Regions from separate parts of the Mus musculus genome. Here regions 2 and 3 are each linked to region 1. Evidence: chromatin contacts called from public promoter capture Hi-C data. All regions are on one chromosome and are shown on one strand. The core of a region is the stretch at or near the end of the contact, and the rest is flanking DNA. Distances in the headings are between cores, read along the strand shown. Region 1 holds the start of Pmpca (peptidase (mitochondrial processing) alpha). Region 2 holds the start of Edf1 (endothelial differentiation-related factor 1). Region 3 holds the start of Ajm1 (apical junction component 1).

Region 1 (4,787 bases), core at 1,396-3,895:
AAGTGCTAGGAGAAAATTACCACTGAGCTATCTATTATCTCTATCTTTAGACCCCTCTTCAGGGCAATTCTACATCAAGCCATTATATGACTAACTGCCTTGTCCGTGGCATTGAGCCCAGGCCACCCAGGAAGTAGATGACTGCAGCTCCTCTCCACAACACAGCTCAGCTGTGTTGGGTGCCACACTGCCCTCACTTACTGCTTCATAACTTATCTGCAGCGTCCGCAGGTGTCTGTCCCCTAGGGATTCTTCATGAGCTGCAAAGTCTGCATTAGGACTCCCAGCTGGAGACGCTGGGGAGATCCTGGAGTCGGTGTCACTCAGCGTCCATGGGGGCAAAGACTCGGGACATGCCAGCTCTGACGAGTTGGAGAAAAAGGAAAGGTAGGTGTCACAGGGCGGTGAGTCCTGTGTGTCTCTAGAGGAATGAGTCTGATCCACGGCAGATGGCAAGTAGGTTATATTCCATCCATCATCTTCATCCTCCTCTAGGTTGCTGGCTCTTGTTGGGTCTTCAAAAAATGGCTGCTGAGATTCCAGGCCATATCCCATGAGCTGGGAGGCAGGGGAGCTGTGCTCTAGTCCCAGTGGGTGCCTTGAGGCTTCCTAAAAACAGTGGAGAGAAACACTGCAGACTGGAAGCCAATGCTCAGCCTTCTCTATGCTCCCACAAAGAAGGCCCATCTCATCTACCAAAAGGGGGCCAAGCAGCTGTTCCACCCATACACAGTCTCTCTGTCAGCAGCCATATCTGTCCTGCTTTGCTCCCCACACTCAAGTGTCTGCCTCCAAAGCTGTAAGGTACAAGAGATGTCCTTTAAGGCAACCACTGACAGCTTCCCAGATGTACCTTTGGGTAAATTCGGCTGGTGGTCGTGTCTTCTTTTGACAGGCTGAGGTTCTTGGTTTTCAAAAACTCTTTGAAGGAGAATGGATTGGCTTCTTCAAGGTCTTCAAGTTTGTCACCTGAAAAAACGAACACCACAGAAGACTGTGAAAGGGCCCAACATCCTGTGTTACCATCACGTTTCAACTGTAACTCAAAGAACATTACAGAACATGAGAGCTGCCAAAGAGGTTAGAGAATATGCAGGCTCTCACCCTTTGGCCTCCTTGAGACAACCCTTGCCACTTTAAAAGAAACAAAAAATGCTGTGCCAAACAAAGGTCAAGTCCAGGGGTCCACCCACATTCAGGTAACTGATCTACCTCTGAGTCATATGCCCAGTTCCCCAGTAAAGCCTGTAGGTTGCTGAGGCTGACTTCACTCCACCCCCCTACACATACTACCCCCTGTGCGCACACACAAACACACAACACAGTGGGCTGAAGGCTACTGTAGGCGATTCAAAGCTGCTGAGATGCCACAGTGCATCTCAGGAACTGCTCTATGCCATCCCTTCCTCTGACCTTCTCTCCAACTACCCTAGTTGACCAGCCTCTACCTCCACACCTATCAGACTCAGTTGCTTATGTGGGTCTCATAACACCTACATCTTATGTCGCTTTTTTCTTTTTCTTGGTTTTTCAAGACAGGGTTTCTCTGTGTAGCCCTGGCTGTCCTGGAACTCACTCTGTAGACCAGGCTGACCTCGAACTCAGAAATCCGCCTACCTCTGCCTCCCAAGTGCTGGGATTAAAGGCGTGCGCCACCACTGCCCGGCTCCACTGCTCTTTTGGGCTCCAGGTATATACCCCTTAAACCCTGTCATCCTGAAAGCCCATGGCCAGACCCCTGCCAGGCACTGAGTCTAAGAGGGAAAGAAGACCCACTGAGCTACTCTACCTCCAAAGCGCGTCTCAGGGGCTCCCGAAGGACCTTGGTTAGTACATTTCCCCTTTCCATAGCCAAAACCTGCAAAAAGACATGGTCAGCTCACCGTGATCACAGCAAGCCTTATGACTGCAGCGTTTGTCCAGGGAGGTGAAGACCGCAGACGCCTGACTCCCACTGAGTCTGGGACTAGAAAGCTGTCTTCTGAGGCTGGATGCGGTAAACTACACATCCCTGCGCGCTCTAAGAGCAGCTGCAGGTGGAACGCAGACCCGCTAGGTCCAGCCCCTGGCCTTGCCCAAGCCGGTGGGCTTAAGTGGCCTCCGAGCTCCACCAGGCACTACCTTCCTGCCTTGAGGCGGGCGGGCGGGCTGTGGGGAGGGCTCCCCGCGCTGCCCAGCTCCGCACTGTGGCCGGCGCCCCGACCGACTCTCACCTGTGTCTCCTACCGAAGCCAGCACCGGGCTGGGCACATAGCACATAAACGTCGGCCGAAAGCCGAAGAGATGGGGGTGCAGGTCCCCGCCATGGGGGCGCTCACAGTCTAGCTGGGGGAGACAAGACCGGCGCTCATAGAACGCAGGAGCTGTAAGCGACAACGAGAGCGGCTTCACCGCGGGCCGCCGCCGCCCGCGCCCCCCGGCCCTGCCCCAGCCGCGCGCCGCTCACCGTCGGGAACCACAAGGCTCCGCGTCCGCGATAGAGGGGGCGCGCCCTGCCGCCGCGCGTAGCCCGACATCGCCGCGCCCTAACCCGGCCGCGGCCCCATGGCCCGCAAGGCAGTCGCCGGCCCCTGCCTCATCCGGCTCGGCGGGCCGGAAGCCAGCGCCGAACGCCGCGGGGCGGGGTCGGAAGCGGAAGTGACCGCAGAAGCGCGGCGGCGCGATGGCGACGGCAGTGTGGGCGGCTGCGCGGCTGCTTCGGGGATCTGCGGTGCTGTGCGCGCGGCCCAGGTGAGCCGAGGCCTGTCTCGGTGCGAGGAAGGGAGGACTCGGGGGAGTTGGTACCGGGGGGAACTGGAAGAGAAGAATGGGCCTCTGGATCAGAGCACAGGCGCCTTGGGCCTGGAGAAGGAGCTGGGGACTGGAACCTGGTTGGGAGTGGTCGGCAGAGTCCCTCGGCTGGAGCCTTTAGACCAAAGCGAAGCCCTGAGGGGCCGGGCTTGCCCAGGCCCATATGCACAGGAACTCGTTTCTCACGCAGCCTGCTGATCAGAGTGGACAGTGAAGCCCCAAAGACCGGGGTCGAAGAGATGGCTCAGTAGTTAGGCCTACTGACTGCTTCCCCTGGGTTTGGCTACCAGCGCCCATTTGGTGGCTCACAACCATCTATCTATAACTCCACTATCCAGGGGATCCAAAGCCCTCTTCTGACCTCCATGGACAACGGGCATGCCTGTGATGAACATACATCCGTGACATAAAATAAGACTAAATATTTTGCTGCTCTGCTGTAGGTTTGGATCTCCTGCACACAGACGGTTCAGCAGTGGTGCCACCTACCCCAACATCCCCCTCTCTTCTCCCTTGCCTGGAGTACCCAAGCCTATTTTTGCAACAGTTGATGGACAGGAAAAGTTTGAAACCAAAGTTACCACTCTGGACAATGGGCTTCGTGTGGCATCTCAAAATAAGTTTGGACAATTCTGTACCGTAGGAAGTAAGTTCTATTGGCCATTGTTTTGAAAACTTTCTGTTGATTAAATGTTTTGAATATTTGGCTTAACCTGTCCATTTTCTTTTTATTACCAGTTCTTATTAATTCAGGATCACGATATGAAGCGAAATATCTTAGTGGAATAGCTCATTTTTTGGAAAAATTGGCATTTTCGGTCAGTGTCTAATTTGTAATTTTTATAAGTTTTCAGTTTTCCTTTTTAAGAACTTGTATTAGTTAAGGATCTGAATATGAAGTTGGTGCTCACAAAAGACTTCTGACATGATTTTGTGTGTTTGAAAGCAAATGTACACTTAATGGATTTTGGGTTATTTACTTAAGCTTAATTATTTTTATAGTCCACTGCTCGATTTGACAGCAAAGACGAAATCCTGCTTACGCTGGAAAAACATGGTGGTATCTGTGACTGCCAGACCTCAAGGTATTTCATGTCCATCTGTCCTCCTCATCATGTCCTCCTCATCCTTGGTCAGAGTCTCTTAGAGTCTCTCTGAAAATCCACAGCATGCCTGATGTTGGGGACAGAAAGCATTCCATACTAGTTTCTTCTCTGACATCCTTTGACCTTTAATTGTCCAGGCCTTTACCTGGGAAGAATGCTAAGCTAAACAGGCAGGCTGCTGCTGGCTATCTGAAGCTGGGCATGTGTCCATGTGAAACCAGTCTTCATTTAGACCAGCTGGTTATTTGTCCAGGCCTAGGAAGCCCTGAGTGAGAGACTTCCTCTGTGAAGAGAGGAGAACCAGTTTCCTCTGGTTCCAAAGTATCTCATGGAGAGCTTCACTGTGGGCAGTTGTGGCTCCCAGAAGGCCTTCACACCCAAGAAAGAGGTAGTGGTAGTGTCTTTGCTGGCATGAAGGGCCTCAGTGACTGAGTTGTTATCTGGTGTAAACCATGCACCTGCTATTGTGGCTTATTTCCTTTCAGAGACACCACCATGTATGCTGTGTCTGCTGACAGCAAAGGCTTGGACACTGTGGTGGATCTGTTGGCTGATGTGGTTCTGCACCCCCGACTGACAGGTGTGGCTCTGAGGCTGGGTGGTCAGGAGGAGCTTTGGAAGGGCTATAACTTCCTGTGGGGAGGCACTGTTAGAGCCGGGCACTCATGTGCCAATCATTGGAGAGTGCCAGTGCTGAAACAAGCCTGCAGTGTTCTACACAATGTTTCATCCTTTAATATATCTAAACGAGACCTTAAAGGGTTTACTAAAGTTCTGCTCAGAAATGTCCCTCATCCCGTGTGTAAGCATGAATGCCATGCCTACAGAAGTTTCTCTTGCCTGGTCTCCTTTATCCTCCGAGTCTTTGAGTCCTGTTAGGATGGGAGAGGG
Region 2 (4,787 bases), core at 1,147-3,646, 830 kb before region 1:
CCTTGTCCTCTGACTTACACACATACCATCCCTCCCCAAATTGAAAACAAATGCACATCAGGAGGAAAAAAAAAGTATTTCTGTAACTTACTGTTAAGATTTGTTTTAAGGGCTGGAGAGATGGCTCGGGGGTTAAGAGCACTGACTGCTCTTCCAGAGGTCCTGAGTTCAAATCCCAGCAACCACATGGAGGCTCACAACCATCTGTAACAAGATCTGGCGCCCTCTTCTGGAGTATCTGAAGACAGCTATAGTGTACTTACATAAAATAAATAAATAAATCTTAAAAAAAAAAAAGATTTATTTTAAAACTTTTTAGCCAGGAGTGGTGGTGCACACCTTTAATTCCAGCCCTCCAGAGGCAGAGGCAGGTGGCTCCCTGTGATCTTTTAGGCCAGCCTGGACTACATATCAAATTCAATCCAGCAAAAGTTACATACTGAGACCCTGTCTCAAAACAAAACAAAACAAAACAAAACAAAAACCCCACAGATTTTAAACCTTTTATTTTCTATTTATGGATACTTGGTCTGCATGTAAATCTATGCACAGCATGTGTTCCGTGTCTGTGGAGGCCAGAAGGCATCTGAGCCCCTGAGATGAATTATAGATGCCTGGGAGCCACCTTGTAGGTGCTGGGAATTAAACTCAAGTCTTCTGGAAGAGCAGTCGGTGCTTTTTACTGCAAAGCCATCACCCCATTTTTTAATTAAAAATAAAATTAAAGTGTGATTTTTTAAAAATTTTATTTTATTTTATTTTTTGGTATCCAGAGTGAAGGTGCATGCTTTTAATCCCACTAGTCAGGAGGTAGAAGCAGGCAGATCTTTATGAGTTCCAGACTAGCCAGTCCACACAGTGAGCCTTTAAACAAACAAACAAACAAACCAACCAAACCAAACCACCACCACCATGTATGTGTGGTGTGTGTGTGGAGTGTGTGTGGTGTGTATTCCATCTTGTTTTAAGTGTATGGGCATTTTGCCTTTACATGTCTGTACACCAACTGTGTGCCTAGTGCCCTCAGAGGCCAGAAGAGGGAATCAATGCCGCTGGAGTTAGAGTTACATCCTGCTGTTCTCAGGTTCTCTGCAAGAGCAGCAAATGCTCTTAGCCACTATGCCTCTATAATCATTTTGTTTTCCTCCCCAAGCAGGGTTCCATGTAGTCCTGGAAGGTCTCAAACTTGCTTTGTAGCTAAAGATAACCTTGACCTTCTGATCCTCATATCTCCACCTGGCAAATACGGGTGTTGCAGAAGTAATTTACATTATTATTATTATTAATTTAATGTATATGAGTACACGGTAGCTGTCTTCAGACACATCAGAAGAAGGCATAGTATTCAAATACAGATGTCAAGAACCACTATGTGGTTGCTGGGACCTCAGGATCTCTGGAAGAGCAGTTCCTGGAGAGAGAGCATCTCTCCAGGCTCCTTTTTTTGGTGTGTGTGTATTTTTGTATTTATAGGGTGTTTTTGTTTGTTTTTTGAGACAGTTTCTCTATGTAGCCTTGGCTGTCCCGGAGCTCGTTTGGTAGACTAGGCTGACCTCGTACCCAAAGATTCTTCTGCCTCGGCCTTCCGAATGCTGGGATTAAAGACCACCACCTCGAGGCTGAGTTGCTTATTTTTAAAGTAATTTTGTTTCTATGTATTCCAAAGAAGCCATCAATGGTTCACATGTTTCTGGCCCCACAAAATTTGCCAGCTGCTGTTTCTCTCCCAGAGAGCACCTCCAAAGGAACTTCGAAGTACTGGTATAATGCCAAGCTACAAGCACAAGAGAACCTGGATTCTATCCTGGGATCTCCTAAGGCGTGGCCTGGAAGACAGGTGTATACCCACTGGTGTGGGGGACGCTGGCCCAGGTTCTCCAGAAGTAAGGTGGTGGAGACCGGCTGGGATCAGTAGGATCCCACTTGTACGGCACCTGTGCTAGCATGGCGTGTGTGTAGGTCTCCAGGGCCCCCTTCTCCGTGCCTCACTCCCCTCGCAGATACCTGTGTTCCCTCTCCGCCCCAGCTCTCTTCCGGGTCCCCACTCTTTTTACTAAGGTTCTTCTCTCTTCTGCACTTTTTTTCTCGGGATCCTCCACTCTCTTCTTCGGTCCTCCCGTCTGCTCTCCATGTCCTCTCCGCTCTTCTCTCCTTTAGGGTCCCTCACTCTCCGCTCCCTTCGATCCCCACACAATTCCCACCCCTGGCGCTCCGCCCTGCGCAGCCACAGGGACACGGGACTGGAACCGTGGCGGCGATCAGGCGTCGCCCTCCACGCGCCGCCCGCGGGCAGCCCCCGCGGGTCCCTAGACTAGCCGGGTGCGGATTGGCCGCAGAGCTCGGGAAGTGCGGGCTCCTGGAACCACCGACCAATGGGAACCAGGGGCGGGACCGAGGCGCTGGCGCCGGAAGCGGGGAGGCGACGAAGGGACGTCGCGTCGCCGCGCCGGGTCTCGAGCAGCTGCCAGAGCCGCCGGACGGATCGCTGCCCCCGCCGCGCCATGGCCGAGAGTGACTGGGACACCGTGACGGTGCTGCGCAAGAAGGGCCCCACGGCCGCACAGGCCAAGTCTAAGCAGGTGCTCAGCCAGCGGGGGGCGGCGGGAAGCTGCCGGGCCGCACGGCGCTCTGCGGTCGCTGGGCCGAGCCGGGGAATCCGGCAGTGGGTGGGGACCCGAACGGATCTTTCGAGGGTGGAGACCTTGGGGGACAACAGGTACTCCTTGGAGATGGAGTACGGGAAAAGACTGGGGTAGAGGGCAGCTGACCTGCGCGAGGCTGGGGCAAAGGTCGGAGCAGGGGGATGGGAATGTGGCCTGGGCTCTGGACTGGGACAGGCCTGGGTGAGGACCTGGATGGAGATGAAAACAGGATTGAGAACAGGTGCAAGTGTGGGTCAGAGAACCTGGCTGGTCACTAAATGTGGGGTGGGCAACGTGGGCATTAGGCGCAGGAAACTTGGGAACCAGGGTAGGGGCAGTCCTGCTGAAGGTTTTGCCCTTACCTGGTATCAGCCTGTGCTGGCATCACTGGTGGCTTCCTGCCCATGATGCCCACCCAGGCGATGTCAGCCTATAAAGAGGGCTGTGTGAGACATTGGTCTGATGTCCTCTCCATAGGTGAACTCTGTGTCCCTGAGCCCTGGATGCTGTGGTTCCCTAAGTGGTACTGACCAGAGCTGGAGTTATTTGCCATAGTTGAAGCCAAGTCCACAGTCCTCTTTTCAGGAGAACTTGGAATCATCCTTAAGTGTGTAGAAAGTCTGAGCATATTACACAGAGACGCTCACATGCCACTCCTCTGAAGCAGGATGTTAATACTCAGTTACTGTGGCCCAGGCATCATCGTTAGTGGTCCTACTTCCCAGGGAGACTACTGAGACTACTGTGGGGTGTGTCATTTCTCATTAGGAACCGTACTGGCCGAAGAAGCCAGGGCAGCATTCCACACCTTTCTGCTTTATAGCAGAGTTTGGAAGAAAACTAGCTCTGTTTCCAATAAAGAACCTGGTCGCCTGTACTGTGTGTGCGCATGCACGTGCTCTGATATTGATTTCTGGGTCTAGTGTATCTAGCACTAAGAAGGCTTGAATCAGCCTTCTGAGGGCTAGGATCACAGTCCTGTGCCACCATACCCAGCTCACACCTGTCTTAGTGTAAAAGTGAGTTGGTTCTTTTAGCAGTAGTTCAATGCATGTTATCTAGATATGTGTGTACAGTGTACCCCTGTTTCTTTGGGGACACATTCTGAGGCTGCTCAGTAGATGCCTGAAACTGAGTTGTGCTGGATCCTGTATGTAGTGTGTGTTCTCCTACTCATATATACCCACCCATGAAGAAGTTTATAGATTAGGCACAGTAAGAAATAGTAATAAGGGTTGGAGAGTTGGCTCTGTGGTGAAGAATACTTGCTGTTCTTACAGACCCAAGGTCAGGTACCAGCATCAACATGGCAGTTCACACCTGCCAGTAACTCCAGGTCTGGTGGACCCCAACACCCGCTTCTGGCTCTATGGGCGCTGTATGCAGACAAATACTCATGTAAGCCAGTCATAAGTAATGGTTGAAAAGAACAGCTGTAACAGTACACTGTAATAGGAGTTGTGCCAGTGTGGTTTCCTGGGGTCCTATATGCACCCTTCTTTTAGGGATGGTGTGAAGTGATAGATTATCTCAATGATATTCTGAAGCCATGCGAATCACCAAGCCGTGATTATGTAGCATCAGGCTCCTCCATCATGATTTCTCGAACATGAAGTCTGTTTTGGTGCCTTGACAGTTATCTGGGATCCAAAAAGGTTGACAGATGGATGAGTAAGAGGCAGGTAGCATACACTGCTGAGACAGCACTGGACAGAGGACAGACACTGGACACTGTCTTAGGTGAGACAGTGGGTACAGTATGAAAGCGCATCACACTTTTCAGAAAATACACAAATTTTAAAATTATGAATTGTTTATTACCTGGAAATTCCCAGGTATGTGTCTGAACTAAAGATGACCATGTGTTTACCAAAAACATGGGAAGTAAAACCAGAGCCAGGCAGGGGACACTCTTATGGTGAGTTTGGTTGGCTTTACCTAGCATTGGGTGGCAGGCTTGTAGATTTAGCACCACATGATCTGTAAACAGCTGCTTAAATTGTGCTCCGTGCTCCCCCAAAGCTCATTTTGATTGAAAACTACTTTTTGGTTTTCTAGGCCATCTTAGCGGCTCAGCGACGAGGAGAAGATGTGGAGACATCCAAGAAATGTAGGTACTCAAGTTTCTACTTGCAAAGCAAGGGT
Region 3 (4,787 bases), core at 736-3,235, 810 kb before region 1:
GCTGGCGACCGTGAGTCGATGACCAGGTCAGTGATGAGCTCGTCCAGCTGCTCGAGGCTGCGCTGGCGGCTTGAAGCAGGACCCTCAGGGACCGTGGATACGGGCTGCCGTGGTCGGCCTCCAGGCAATTCCCAGCCCTTGGCAGTCGGGCGATCCACTGAGCGCAGGTCGTTGTCTGTGATGGTAATCTCTGGCGTGACGTACCAGTTGCGGCCCAGGCTCTCTCCCGCGCGGCCCTTCTCTGTCAGCGACGTCTCGGACAGCGACAGTGCTGCATAGCGTCTGGGTGAGGTGGACAAATTCACTACGACTGGTGGACGCCGACCTTCAGGGGATGAACCCCTCGTATCCCGAACCTCGCGTCCCAGGAGGTTCTCATAGCTGCGGCCGCGTCCTAGAGGATCTTCACGACGAGGACCAGGAGCTAGGATGTTGTCCCAGGATCGAGAGTAGTGGCGGCTATCGGTGGCCAGCCGGGGTGGGCTTGTGCCGGTGCCGCCGTGCCACGAGGCCAACAGTGGTCCAGGGGCGGGAGGCGGCATTACCTGAAGGGTGCGGTAAGGCCTCGGACCCCAGTCAGCCCAGGGTGGGCTGCTGCGCGGGTGCGGGTAAGTCCGAGCCAGTACATCGCGTTCTCGGTACCTCCCAAAGTCCTCGGTGTAGAAAGTGCGGGCTCCAGGGTGCGCCCGGGGCTCTTCTGGGACATACCGGGGAACGAAAGGCATACCGTAGGCTCGAGTTGTCTCCCCGTAGTAGGAGCGGGAGGGGGGCTCCTGGATCGGGAAGGTGCGTACTTCGCCAGCATAGTAGCTGCCCCCACGCCTTGGACTGGGTCTAGGGGGTTCTTCGGACAAGTAGGGCCTGGAACAGTAGCCATCAAAGGGAAGGCCGGGGCTTGTGGTAAAGCTGCCTGCGTAGCCCTCTGGCTCCTCGGTGTAGAAGAATTGGGTGGGACCTGGAGGCGTTGTGAAGGGTTGACTGCGGTGCTCCAAGTAGTCCCGGGGCCCAGGCAGTGGCCCGTCACAGTACAGAGTTCTGGGGTCAGTACAGTACAAGTCACTGGGGGTAGGAGTGCGTGACAGGGCCACGTGGCGAGGGCCGGGAACTGTGAGGCCATGGAACTGTGGAGCTGTGCGAGCCCAGGACGTCGTCTCTCTAGGTGCGCAAGATCGCGAGCTTCGGGCGGCGTGCTGCAGCACTGCCTCGTCCGGCTTGATGTCCAAACGGCAGCGGACATGGGGGACAGGTCCAGAGGGTGGTTCCGGTGGTGCGCAGCGGCCTGGGGTGGCGCATAGAGGCGCGATGCGTCCGGGGCCTCCCCGCTGTGGCTGGAGCTTGATGGGGTGCAGCTCATTAGCGAGAGCTCTCAGCGCAGGATACGAGGGCTCCCGGCGCGGCGACCCCTCCACCCGCACTGCACGCTGGGCTTCCCGACCTCTGCGTTGCAGTACGGGCGGCGAAGCTGGAGCAGTCGCCAGGCCTTGGGACGCACGGGGCGCGCTCTTGGAACGGGTGCGGCGCCGAGGCTCGCTGTCTCTGGGTCGGGCGCGCGGTGGCGCAGGTTCAGGAGGTGGCGGCTCTGGGTGTGTCTCCATGGTGGGCTCGTCCAGTGCCTCTAAGAAGTCAAAACTACGGCAGTGGCGCTTGTTGAAAGGCGTGGGCGCAGCAGGCCGGGCCACGGATCGCTCACATGGCTGGCGTTTGGACGTGAGCCCTGGGTCCACCACCTTGATGTCCTGGTACACGGTCGACACCAGCAAGTCCGGCGGGTCCGTGCGGGTCATCTTAAAAGACGTCCCCAGGCTGGCAGCTCCAGTCACACGGCCTTTCGGGGATTTTGCCCTGGGAGGAGATACCGGTCAGGGCAGCCTCCTCTGCACCCCAAGCCCTTTACCCCACCCCACCCCACGTGCTGGTCCGGCTTACCTGGGGCATAGGGGATGGTGCAGCCTTGGCTGCAGGTCATGGTCAAGGCTTCTGGTGCTGCCTCCATGCCTATGTTAGATGTACCTGCAGGAGAAAGCTCACAGTCCATGCGACCTGTGGGGTAGATGGGCCAGGAGAATTTAGGCTACTGTGGACCTTCTTTGTAGAGGGAACTCCTGAGTTAAACCTGCCAGGCATTCTCTCCCCCTACTAGGGTCGGTTGGGCAGGCTTAGGTAGATCAAAGCGGGACGTGATCTCAGCACTACTGCCCTCTGGTGCCTACAGTTGGAACGATGCACTTTTAGATTTCCTTACAGGTAGACCCTCTGATAATGCAGAGTCCCAGGTGAGTCAATGAATGGTTCCTGCCTGCCGACTAGGCTGGGCAGAGAACTCTTCTCCTAGCACTCAAGTCCTTTTTAACTAAGCGTAAGTCCCCTCAACTCGATGAGGTCCTAGGCAGAGGAATGATCCCAGAGTTTTCTTGGGTCTCAAATCCCTCTTCCTTTTGCATAAATCTTGGACCCCAGTTGCTTGAATGAAACCCACCAAGCTTGCTGGAACAGAGAAGGCTACAGCAAGACTCTCCTGCTTTGCAGAATTGCACATGGACCCTTCCCCCACCCCCAGTGTGTGCTAAAGCCAGGTTTAGGCTACAGAACCACGTGGGGCCATGTGAGCCACGAGTTCATGGTGTCCTTCCTCTAAGCTGAAAACTACCACTAGTGTACCAAGCCAGGAGGCTGCTAGCTAGGAGGAGGCAGAGGAGAGGGCGGGAAAGCCCCTCCCCAGGACAGAGTCCTTCCCACTCTGGCTTTGGAAAGCTCCATGGAAACGTGTGGTTGTTCATCCCTGGAGCTATGGGCTGAAAACGATCTAGGCTAATGTTCAGATGTGGGCCACCAGTGTCTGTGGTCTCCAGGGCCTGGAGCTGGCTAGAGAAAGAGGGTTTAAGAAGGCGATCACACACACACACACACACACACACACACACACCCTCCCCCCATAATGCACCTACTCCCAGGACATCTGCTCCAGAGGAAGTTGAGAGTGTGTTGGGGCCTGGCAGGACTTGTAAGTGGATGGGCCTTTCGGGTCTCTAGTCCAGGTGTACAAGGGGCTGTTAGAGGGGTGCTCTTTGGAGTCAGAGCTACTAAGTACCAAGGCTTGTTCCAAACCCAGGTTCATGCCGACCCTATTAAGACCCCTTTCATTCTAAACTCAGTGCCAGGTCAGAGTTTGGGTGAGATGACAGGGTCTGAGGCTCCGCCCCAGGAAGGTGACAGTCGGCTTTGCTGGCTGCAGCTGTCAGGAGCAGTGCACTGTGACACACGCTCCCTTTGGGATGGGGTTGGGGCTTGCTCTTGTATCCTAGGTATTTTGAAGGCCCTTCCCAAATAGCAGTCCTGCTTTGGCCCGTCCTGGAGCAGCCATCAGCAAGAACCTAGTCTGCGTTGCTTGGGGGCGGGGACTCCTCATCCTTCCGTGCAGCCCCCTCCCGTGCCAACAGCTCCACATGCTGGGCAGTTTGGCTTGGCCTCTTACCTGGTGATTACTCCACGAGCCGAGCCCGAGTAGTCTGCATAGCCCAGGTCGGTCCCAGTGTGTACCTGGCCCCGCTATAAATATATATATATATATACATACACCCGGTACCAGCAGAAGCTTGGAGGCAGCAGCTGTGATCCTGGCCTGGCGGCTCAGTACTGCCCCTAGTGGCTACCAATAGAATAGCACTTAAAGGGGCCGCGTTATAAGGTAGGTGTATACTGGGACCACAGACGACCTAGCTCTCATTTTAGGCGGTGTAGAGTGAAGGGTAATGTATAGCATCCCCAAAGCACAAATCTTTCGGTCTGAACAGGGAGTCCCTTGCACCAAGAGAAGCCTGCCAGAAGGATTCCAGGCAGGGTCCTGTAAGGAGCCAGAAACCTTGGCTTGTCTTTAGAGAAACTGGGTTTGGGGAAGTTTCCAGAATACACGTCTGTGGTTGGACCTGGGTGGGAGCAGATGCCCATTGGCCTCTCCTCAGGAACTGTCCTCTTTGGCTCTGAAGACGCCAAAATCTCGGCAGGTGCCCGGGAGCCAGATGGCTTGCTCAGCCTGGAGTGTAGCTGCAACTTCCAGTGTCCAATATAGCCTGGGTGGCCACCGCCTGCTTCCTTTGGGGGAAGTCTTCAGGAGGTTCACTTCTTAAGCCACAACCTCATTCTGGCCCTGCGTGCCTCTTGCCAGAGGCACTGGGCCTTCCAGCATCCTAGCTTGGTAGATGATGGGCTATAGATGCCAGACCTGCCTATTTAGGCACCAGACCTGGCAAGATCCCGGTGCTACGGCTTATTGGGCAGTAGTGGGGGTAATTTACGTGTAGACCCTTTCTCTACATCAGGAGTACAAAGTCTGGGAGCTAAAGGGCCAGGTAATGTTTGTCCCATAGTGCCTGCTCAGTTATCAATTGTCCTGTGTACACAGCTCCCTAGCAGAAAAGGGAAGCCCCCCTCATAGCACCCCCACAAGTTCTAGGGAAGTACTCTCAGCCTTGGCCCACAGTAGGCGCAGCACTATGCTCCACCCCCAACGTCACTAGCAGTGATAAATGCCTGCCTCTGGAGGGTTCTCATGGCAACGTGTCCACAGTGGGCGAGGGTGGAGAGCTGCCAGCGGGGGCGAAATTCTCAATTGCAGGCGCCCCCAGACTCCCAGCAGGCAGGGAGGCAGTGCAGAGCAGGACACAACTACCTTACCAGGGCCCCAGGGCCTGAGACTCTCAGGTATTCTCCCTGCAGTAACCTTGTATCAGCCTGTGGTGGTAAGCCCTGAACCATGGCCACCTTGGTCCTCTGGATTACATGGTATGGCT

Evidence for each region. Promoter capture Hi-C pulls out the DNA fragments that hold promoters and counts their contacts.
Region 2: a contact with region 1 is called in a promoter capture Hi-C map of embryonic stem cells, with 3 times the contacts expected there. The contact joins the promoter of Edf1 here to the promoter of Pmpca in region 1. A contact is called at or near these places in 4 of 39 promoter capture datasets (cranial neural crest, embryonic stem cells, hippocampal neurons and 1 more), 1 of 484 Hi-C or Micro-C datasets (embryonic stem cells), 3 of 115 datasets of contacts at active chromatin or transcription factors (microglia, neural tube and pancreatic cancer cells) and 1 of 9 other capture datasets (pancreatic islet).
Region 3: a contact with region 1 is called in a promoter capture Hi-C map of hippocampal neurons, with 4 times the contacts expected there. The contact joins the promoter of Ajm1 here to the promoter of Pmpca in region 1. A contact is called at or near these places in 12 of 39 promoter capture datasets (the 3T3-L1 cell line, 3T3-L1-derived adipocytes, the HPC-7 cell line and 8 more), 1 of 484 Hi-C or Micro-C datasets (B cells), 1 of 115 datasets of contacts at active chromatin or transcription factors (astrocytes) and 1 of 9 other capture datasets (embryonic stem cells).

The regions. Positions count from the first base shown.
Region 1 is chr2:26,386,703-26,391,489 of GRCm38.p6, forward strand. Pmpca (peptidase (mitochondrial processing) alpha) reads left to right here and starts at 2,646. Exons shown (of 13, transcript NM_173180.3): 1 at 2,646-2,730; 2 at 3,234-3,436; 3 at 3,529-3,608; 4 at 3,793-3,875; 5 at 4,382-4,476. The coding sequence starts at 2,663. It overlaps Entr1 (endosome associated trafficking regulator 1), which reads right to left and starts at 2,614. Exons shown (of 10, transcript NM_026563.3): 1 at 2,447-2,614; 2 at 2,214-2,363; 3 at 1,790-1,858; 4 at 854-969; 5 at 202-609. The coding sequence starts at 2,516.
Region 2 is chr2:25,555,451-25,560,237 of GRCm38.p6, forward strand. It overlaps Edf1 (endothelial differentiation-related factor 1), which reads left to right and starts at 2,397. Exons shown (of 5, transcript NM_021519.2): 1 at 2,397-2,579; 2 at 4,701-4,752. The coding sequence starts at 2,502. It overlaps Gm35476 (a long non-coding RNA gene), which reads right to left and starts at 2,078. Exons shown (of 4, transcript XR_866044.3): 1 at 2,005-2,078.
Region 3 is chr2:25,578,114-25,582,900 of GRCm38.p6, forward strand. It overlaps Ajm1 (apical junction component 1), which reads right to left and starts at 1,986. Exons shown (of 1, transcript NM_001005424.2): 1 at 1-1,986. The coding sequence starts at 1,784.